2 separate regions of the Hordeum vulgare genome follow, and region 2 is linked to region 1. A link is a contact called in public Hi-C data. All regions are on one chromosome and are shown on one strand. Each heading gives the region's core, a stretch centred on a gene start, on an enhancer-like site or on the middle of the called end of the contact. The rest is flanking DNA. Distances are from core to core; before and after follow the strand shown.

What was found. Hi-C and Micro-C count contacts between places; a contact is called where the count stands out from the background.
Region 2: a Hi-C map of seedling shows a contact between it and region 1, with 6 times the contacts expected there. The contact joins the promoter of LOC123443700 here to the promoter of LOC123443699 in region 1. A contact is called at or near these places in 3 of 6 Hi-C or Micro-C datasets (leaf and seedling).

Annotation. Positions count from the first base shown.
Region 1 is chr3H:305,198,371-305,202,712 of MorexV3_pseudomolecules_assembly, reverse strand. It overlaps LOC123443699, which reads left to right and starts at 1,975. Exons shown (of 7, transcript XM_045120198.1): 1 at 1,975-2,488; 2 at 2,576-2,661. The coding sequence starts at 2,177.
Region 2 is chr3H:305,569,244-305,573,585 of MorexV3_pseudomolecules_assembly, reverse strand. LOC123443700 (zinc protease PQQL-like) reads right to left here and starts at 2,612. Exons shown (of 21, transcript XM_045120199.1): 1 at 2,333-2,612; 2 at 1,973-2,219; 3 at 1,766-1,891; 4 at 1,397-1,534; 5 at 1,172-1,309; 6 at 813-1,070; 7 at 370-507; 8 at 1-59. The coding sequence starts at 2,574.

The DNA of each region.
Region 1 (4,342 bases), core at 726-3,225:
TTTATGGTTATTTTTTATCCTATGTTTATGTTTTAATTTTTTTCTTAAAATTCACAAAATGTTCCAAACTTCAAATATTTTCCGTTTTTCAAAAACCTTCCTAACTTCCAAAAATGTTCGGGATTTTAGAAAAATGTCCGACATTTTCAAAAAATGTTAGCCATTTTTAGAAAGTTTTTTTTTCTTGAGAAAATGTTCTTTTTTCCAAAAAACTATTATCGTTTCCTATTTAATTCTTTCCTTCACTTTTGTTCCTTCTTCCTTTTTCTATTTTTCTATTTGACATTTTATAATTTTCATTTTAAATTTCAAAAAATGTTCTCGTATTCACAGTTTATATTTAAATGTCCGTGCTTCAAAAAATGTTCCTTCTTCCAAAATGTTCATCTTTTGAAAAATGTTTGTGTTTCAAAAATTGTTCTTGTATTTGAAAAACTGCCTGATTTTTCAAAAAATGTTCCCTTTTTCATAAATTGTTCGCAATTTAAAAAAAAATGTTCTTCTTTTCACATTTTAATACAAAATGTTCCTATTTTATGAAAAATGTTTCTCTTTTTTGAAAATTAGTTCACAAATTGAAAACTTATTCAAATTTTGTTTGCAATTCTAAAATTATTCATGATTTTAAAATGTTCAGGAAGTTTAAAAATTATTCTTAATTTTCTTAAAATAGTTGCCGTTTCAGAAAATGTAGGTAAGTTAAAAATGTTCATGTTTTAAAAAGTGTACATTAGTTCAAAAAATGTTCCCGTCTCAAAAGAATTTCAAAAATTTCAATAAATGTTCTTTCTTACAACAAAAATATTCCCCTTTTCAAATTTATTTATAGACTAAGAAATTATTTTTGTTTTCCAATTTTTTTTGTGGATTTTTAAAAAATCGCGCTTCCAAATTCGTTCTCGTTTTTCTAAAATTGATCTCGGTTTCAAAATTTGTTCCCAAAATTCAAAAATTATTTGTTCTTTAAAAGTTATCCGCTCTTTCAAATTTTTCTAGGGTTTTAAAAAAAGTTCTTGTTTTGAAAAATTTCTTCCGAAGATTCAAGAAATATTCGTGTATCTAAAAAAGTGTTTGCGCTTCCTAATTTGTTCATGTTTTATTAAATTGTTCTCGCTTTCAAAAATTGTTATCAAAAAGCAAAAAAAGCTCTAAAATTTTGAATTTTTTTCACGCTTTCACATTTGTTCGGGCTTTTTCAAAATTGTTCTCCTTTTCATATTTTTGTTCTCAAGATTCAAAAAATATTCGTGCTTTAGAAAAAATCACCCTTCCAAATTTTTTTCACTTTTAAAAAAAGAACTGTACTCAGTTTCAAAATTCAAAAACTGTTCGTGCTTTAAAACTTTGTCCGTGCTTTCAAATTTGTTCGGGGTTTCTCAAACCTTTTCTAAATTTTGTTCTCAAGATTAAAAAAATGTTCGTTTTTAAAAAAATTGTTCATGCTTCCAAATTTGTTCACTTTTTTGAAAATTGTTCTTGGTTTCAAAATTTGTTCTCAAAATTTTAAAAATGCTCGTGGTTGAAAATTTCGTTCATGTTTTCAAATTTGTTCTGGGTTTTTAAAAATTGTTTTTTTTTGAATTTTGTTTCTCATGATTTAAAAAATGTTTGTGCTTTAGAAAATTGTTCACGATTTTTTAAAAAAATATTAAAGTTCTAATCTTTTTTTATGTTCAAGTACAAAAAATGGAAGAATAAACGAACCAAAAAAAGAAAATAAGACAGAGAAGGAAAAAAATAACAGAAAAATAGAAACAAAACTGGGCCGGCCCAGTCGGGGCTTCCCCTGTGCGGCGCAGGGCTGCCTGCCGCAGTGATCGGCAGGTAGGAGCTCCTTGTTTAACCTGTGCCGTGCCTGGTCCATGACAGACAGTGCCGCATGCTCGCGGGCTGGCCTGATTAGCCCGGTCCGTTTGGCTAGCTTTGGTGTAGATCGGCCCGCCGGCTTCCCTAGGTCGCATCCCGTATTGGCCCCGTCTCTCTTCTTCGTTTCCTCATCCACTATACACTGCTACGCTCCCTCCCGAGTCCCAGTCTTGGTTCCTCAACCTCCGACGTGCCGCCCCGTTCATCCCGGCGGCGCGGCTGGCCTAGAGGTCGGAACACGCGCCTCTCAATCTCCTCAGCACCACCAGCAGGGTATCAGCAGCCAGCAAATAAGCCCGGCCGCACCAGGATGCTCCCCACCCTCCTCGGCGGCTACCTCACCGTCTCCGCGCTACCGCTACCGCTCCCAACCGCGACAGCGACTCCGCGAACACGGATCCTCCCTGGGCTCAGGCCCTCCTCCCGCCTCGTCGCCCGCCGAAGCGCAGGGGAAACGGTACACGCAACGGCTACAGAAGAGGAGGAGCAGGAGTGGAAGGAACTCCAGGAGGAGGGGCTCCCGAGGCGGGGGCAGCACACAGAGGATGACCACGACCACGACCCCGAGATCGCGGACATTATGGGGGACTACTTCGACGATCCCAAGAAAGCCCAGTCCCGTGTGAGCACTGATTCTTTTCTCCTCTCCACCCCTTCTTCTTTGGCTTGTCCTCCTTCTAATGATGGGTCTGTTTCTTTGATTGGGTAGATGGAGGAGAGGATAAAGAAGAAGCGGCACAAGATCGTGCAGGCCAAGACCGGCTCGCCCAATCCCATGAATGTCGTTTTCAACAAGTAATCATGTCTTCCATACTCTCTTTTTTTGGACGAAAGACAGCAGCAATAAGTAATTTCTGACTTTCAACTACGCCTACTCTTTATATTTATATATAGTAAAGAGCACTATTCTGAGTTGTATCTCATTATTCTTGCCGGCCCAAAAAGAGGGTAAACTTCATCGAAGAAACACGAGTTCTTTCCACCACAACCGCCTATCTCTCTACGGGAACATCGCCTTTCACTGAAAGAATATTCCGCCTTTATGAGACACCAAAGCGTCAAACCTAGGGTTTTATACCTGGTGGGCTCAAGGTATCACTGCCCTCCTAAGTCCTAACCATCCAACCATAGGTTGTTTCTCGAGAAATATGAGTTCTTTTGCTTCCTTTCCGTTAAGAGAAGTGAAGAATACAAGATAAATGACTACAACAGGCAATCACAAGCCTAAAAGATCATGTGTGATGGATGATGCCGATGATCCGATTGTGTCGTGATCTTGTGAGTGGCCAGGTTGTCCAACGGTGCCTGTGTGTGGTTTGTAATCTAGGTTTTCGTCCGATTTTCCTCTAATTAACCAGACAACTCTCTTCTTCTTAATCGATGAAAATTACAAATATTTGCCTACTTTTAAGAAGAACTACACCGAGACTGAGACGGCAAGCGAGACTGAGACGGCAAGCGCCAAAAAGAAGGAAACGGAGGCCTATCCTCTCCATTGTCCTTAAAGGTTGCATAGGAACACCACAGCTGTATACAAAGAGCTCCAATCTACCAGACCAAATCCTGAAGCCTCGAGGCTATTGGCGCAGCGAAGGGCAAGGAGCGACCGAGTCCACACCGAAGGCCATCACGGAGCCGAGTCCACATCTGGATTGCTTCACCATGCACACTCACCGTCGATCTGTTAGGTTTTCAATCCAGTTTCTCTTATAAATTGGATTAATCTCTTTTTAAAATGAGATCATTTTCAGGTGGAGATCCAACCGTTGGCTGTTTTAAGAAAAACATGCACATCTACCACCTTGATCGCAGATGGAAGACTCTGATACCTCTAGACCGCATCAAAACGATGCCAACCGAGAAGAATAGCAGCCACGGCCTCAAGTGGCGCATGCCTTCAGGAAGGTGACGGCACCGGCGACACCGTTGTCAGGCCGACCAATATGAGCCATCCTTTTGCTGGCAGCCACCCTATTCCAAGCCTGGCACATGCCGTCCACACTGTTACAGTATATGTGGATTGCACTAGCCCTTTCCATTAGTTTGAATTTTTGGTTGAGTTGGCTAGTGCATGAAGCTTAACATGGTTTCAGAGCTAAGGTCTTGAGTTCAAGTCTTGGCTTTCGTAATTTATTTAAAAATTGCTGGTAGCCCCCCTTTGTGTCATACGTGAGTTTCGCGCGCTGTCGCTCTTTTCCGGTTGCACGTGTTGACTTGTCTTCCCTGTCACACGTGAGAGGGGGTGTTACAGTATATGTGGATTGCACTAGCCCTTTTCATTAGTTCGGACTTTTGGTTGCGTTGTCTAGTGCATGAAGCTTAACACACACCAACCTACCACCACCACACCGCCCATTGAAGACCTCCGACCTCACGCGCTCAACAAGCGCCACCACAACCAAGGAAGCATGACATGGTGGCCCAGATTCGCCATGCGCCAACCAGTGAGCACACATAGCCCGAGCACCATCAGGGG
Region 2 (4,342 bases), core at 1,363-3,862, 370 kb before region 1:
GTCTTCTGCAACCGTGCTTCATATTCAATCCCAACAACAGGCTCCTCCCGAAGAAAATGCTGCAATGGGTGAAGGAAATGGCACTAGTATGCTTAGCAAATTGTAGATGATGGGCATCATGTGACTCAACTGATATATCAAACAAACCTGTAGTTTGTAATCATACTACTAGAACAATTGATCGCAGAAGTACCAGGGAAAAATACAGGAGCTGAGATAATATTAACTGCACTTAAGATATGAAGACTAAATTCATAAAACACATGACACTTGGCTGAACCTAGTTAATAGTTCGGTTGCTAAACATAGAATGAAATAAATCCTACAAACCAAAACCGGAGAAATATTAAGAGATGGGATTGTGAGAACCTGCAGAAATTCATCACGTAAGCTGGTTGATTGCATTTGATCACGCTCCAGATATGCAGACTCGATCTCTGACATCATTAAAGCACGCACAATCGATATCTCACGTTCAGAAAATCCATAGAGCCGTGCCCTAGCAACCTTCAGAAAAATATTGCGAAAGGGATCACTTTGAAGTCAAACATCACAAGATTAGATAAACCACATTCTTTCAACCATAAAGTGTAATTCTCTATATTAAGAAATCATTGCCAGTGTGCCAACGATTGGCTCCGCAATGAGGATACGATCATACAATAAAGTAAGGGTGTTATTTGCGTACTAATTGTTTTCTGCCATTGGCTCACTGGAACTTCCCATGATATTTATTATTCTAACCAGTTGGTTGACCATTAGATTTTTGATAATGCAGGGTGCCATGGCAAGAAATGCATCTCCATTTATACCTCAACTAGCATAGACTCAAGAGCCTCAACCGTGCCTCTTTCGCGACAACTGGATGTCATAATGTATGCCTTCACCGGACGGACAAGAGCATCTGCGGCTGAAGAGCAAGAGAAGTATGGAGGATCCCTCCTACGAGATAGTTTGAAGAGCCTCTGGTTCAGAGCACAATGGAAAATTGATTCTGCCAATGAGTCCCTATAATCCTTGACTGTTTTAATTTCACCAGCAGGCATCTTACAGCTAATAACAACAGCTGACTGTTTTGGGTACAAGAGAAACAAGAAAACAGATAAAAGGTGTCTTATTAGAAACATTCACAGTTAGATACAAAATATATCCCTGATTATAAAATACTGACCCCTGCAGCTTCGGATTCCACAAAGCATGAAAATCGAGGTTCAATATGCGATGGAACTGGAAACTCCGGTATAACCTGTGGAGGGAAGGAAGCTGGCGCTTTCTGGCCAAAATGCTCCTTTATTAACTCAACAACAGCCTGTAGTAAGTCAAGAGTTACACACAAAATGGCGATAATATTATGGATAAATGGATTTCAATTATGCCAATGGGAGCAAATACAGACCTGTGTATCTGGGAAGTCACCCACTGCAAAGACAGCCATATTGCTTAGATTGTACCACTTATGATAAAAATTTCTAACTGTCTCATGTGTAACGGTCCGTATCACCTTCTCTGTACCTATCGGCAAACGTTCTGCATACTGAACAGAAGGACATTAACAAAGCATACCTTTTTTACAAATACCTATAGTTGTAAATACAGTATCATTGAATCCCATTAGGAAAACACAATGCGCCACAGAGCACACCCTGCCCTTCATAGAAGAAGGTCACTACTTAAACTGACACCCACAGACGGCTCTTGCACATCGATGTGATGGAACAAGTGATTATTGTAGATTTTCCGTTTATAGCAGGACAGAGAGCAATACCTTAGAACCCTCAAACAACAATGTCCAGTGGGAGTCCTGCATCCTCCCAGTGGCGTTGCGCCCGCCCCTGTACTCCTCCAGCACAGCACCCCTTTCTTTCTCCAGATCCTCCGCTGAAACCCGAACCTTCTCGCCAACATTTACCAGCATCAGCAAACTACACATGAGTAAATGGCAGTGGATGGAAGGCCGAAACCCCATTATTACCTCGGAGCTGAACTCGGCGAGGATGGAGATTGCCTGGGAGAGCAGTCCGGGCTTGTCCACAGGCACGAGCAGCTCATAGATGGTTTCGTCAGAGGAGGTGAGAGCGTTCTGGCAGGCGCCAAACTCTGCGCCAATGCTCTCCAGGAATTTAACGATGTCATGGTTGGTGTAGCGTGACGTGGCGCTGAAGGCAAGGTGCTCGACGATATGCGCCACCCCGCGCTCGTCCTCCTCCTCCGCCACCGACCTGCACGCGCGAATCAAATCCAGCCACATACAGATATACGACCAAAATAAACGAACTAAGGGACCGAAGAGCAGGTCGAGCAAAGGGATGCACGCTAGAGAGTGAGTACTGACCCGACCTTGACGGCGAGGGAGAGGGCTGCGCGCATGCGGGGCTTGGGATTGGAGCGGACGTAGTAGGTGAGTCCGTTGGCGAGGCGGCCGTAGGCGACGCCGACGGGCTCGGCCGGGAGGGCCTCTTCCATGGACACGTTCACCAGCTTCAGCGACCGGAACCCGACCCCGCGTCGCAGCCCTCGCCCACCAACCGCGCCGCCACCGGCCGGCGCCTCCGACGCCGGCGGTAGCAGATCCATGGCTGCTCCTGGTACTGCGCAGCGAAAGCGAGGGAGGGAGCAGGGATCGGATGGGACGGGTACGTCGGGCTAGGGATGCGCGTGCAATGAGATACGTGGCAGACTGGCCGTACGCCGTGCGGTGACGTCAGAATATTTTTTTGACACGATAAGGGGTTTGCACAGCACGTATAATAATGATGTTATTTCAGAAGTGTGAGGGAAGAAAATTCGAAAGAAAAGGTCTATCTTCTCTTATTTAAGAGATCATCCCTAATTTCTTAATATTCTGATTCTGCCCAAGTCGCTTAGCTCCTCTTATGCTTTTGTCCTTTAACCATTTGACCATCATTTTAAAAACTTCATAAAAAATCATACTAATTTGGAAAAATTCAAATAAGATGTCAAAATGTTCAAAGAAACGTCATCTATATGTGCATGTCATTCGCATTTATGACAAAAATGCTAGAAAGTCCCCATATGAGTTTGAGCTATCATCTACGATGAGGACTTTCCAACATTTTTGTCAAGAACGGCATGCACATATAGGTGATGTTTTTCTAAATATTTTGATATCTTATTTGAGTTTTTCTGAGTTACTATGATTTTTTTGTGAAGTTTACAAAGTGATAGTGAAAGGACAAAATCATAAGAGAAGCAAATGGTTTGGGCTGGAACGAGTGTTTTTTTAAACTTGCCGAGTGTGTCCCAACCAGGGGCATAAAATCAATAGTCCCTTCAGTTATTGTAGAGGATGTTAAGAGATAACCCATTGTAGACATGTTTTTATTGTCGTCTCTAAATTACATGCAAGTCTTGAGATAAAATGCGAACAGAATTTGATACTTTTTCCACACATTTTCATGCCAAAACCATTGGCTTTTTCTTCTTCAGCACATACTTTGGCTGCTGATTTTGATTTGGACTCCCTTTTTTCTTTGAAACCTTGGGTGGCTTGGAAGCTTTTGCCGCACCTCTCATTTTCTTACTCCCTCCACCTTTGTGAGGAGTCCAAATGCGTCGAGGTTAGGCCGGAGTTGCACGGTGAAGCTCCTCGTCAGACTTGCTTCGAGCTCGTGCTGAGTGTACTAGGGGAGAGAATACGAGGGTGAAACAAAAGAGAAACTAAAGGAAGAAGACAACGGGAGGGGTTTATAAGGAAAAGACCCAACCGCTTAAGCGAGATCTACGGTCCACAAAAACTGGACTCTCAACATTCAACACGTGGAGATCATGAGGCACGTGCCAACTGTTTCCCCCGATACTCGGCAAGAGAGCGAGATTTTGAAAGGTTCAACGGGGCCTCTGCCAGAACAGATAAAAGTTTCAAAGTGCATTTCATTCGTGACCAAGGATGGTAGAGGAAAATGTGGTTCAAATCAATTTGCATACACATGACGGACAGTAAAGAGTTAGACAAGAAAGAATAGAGGGGAAATAGGGTCCAAAACATAATCACTCGACTAGAACACGAAACAAAATCCAAATAACTTCGACTGAATTGTTCATCGGACGAAACGCCAAATCCTTCAAATGAAAAAAATGGAAAGGCATGAGCGAATAGAATCGTTTAGAAAATAGACAACTCGGTAGATAAAACACAAAGGTTGGACAGACAAGTTCATGCACCAACAATTTTATCTCGGGGTAGAAGATAAGAAATGAGTAGCTCCATGACAACATTTAAGAAAGACTACTTAGCTTTCACCACCCACGTTCTGGTGGGTGGAGGAGACCTAATTTGATTCGGTCCAGTAGGAGATGTTTCTCTTTGATTACTTCTATTGTG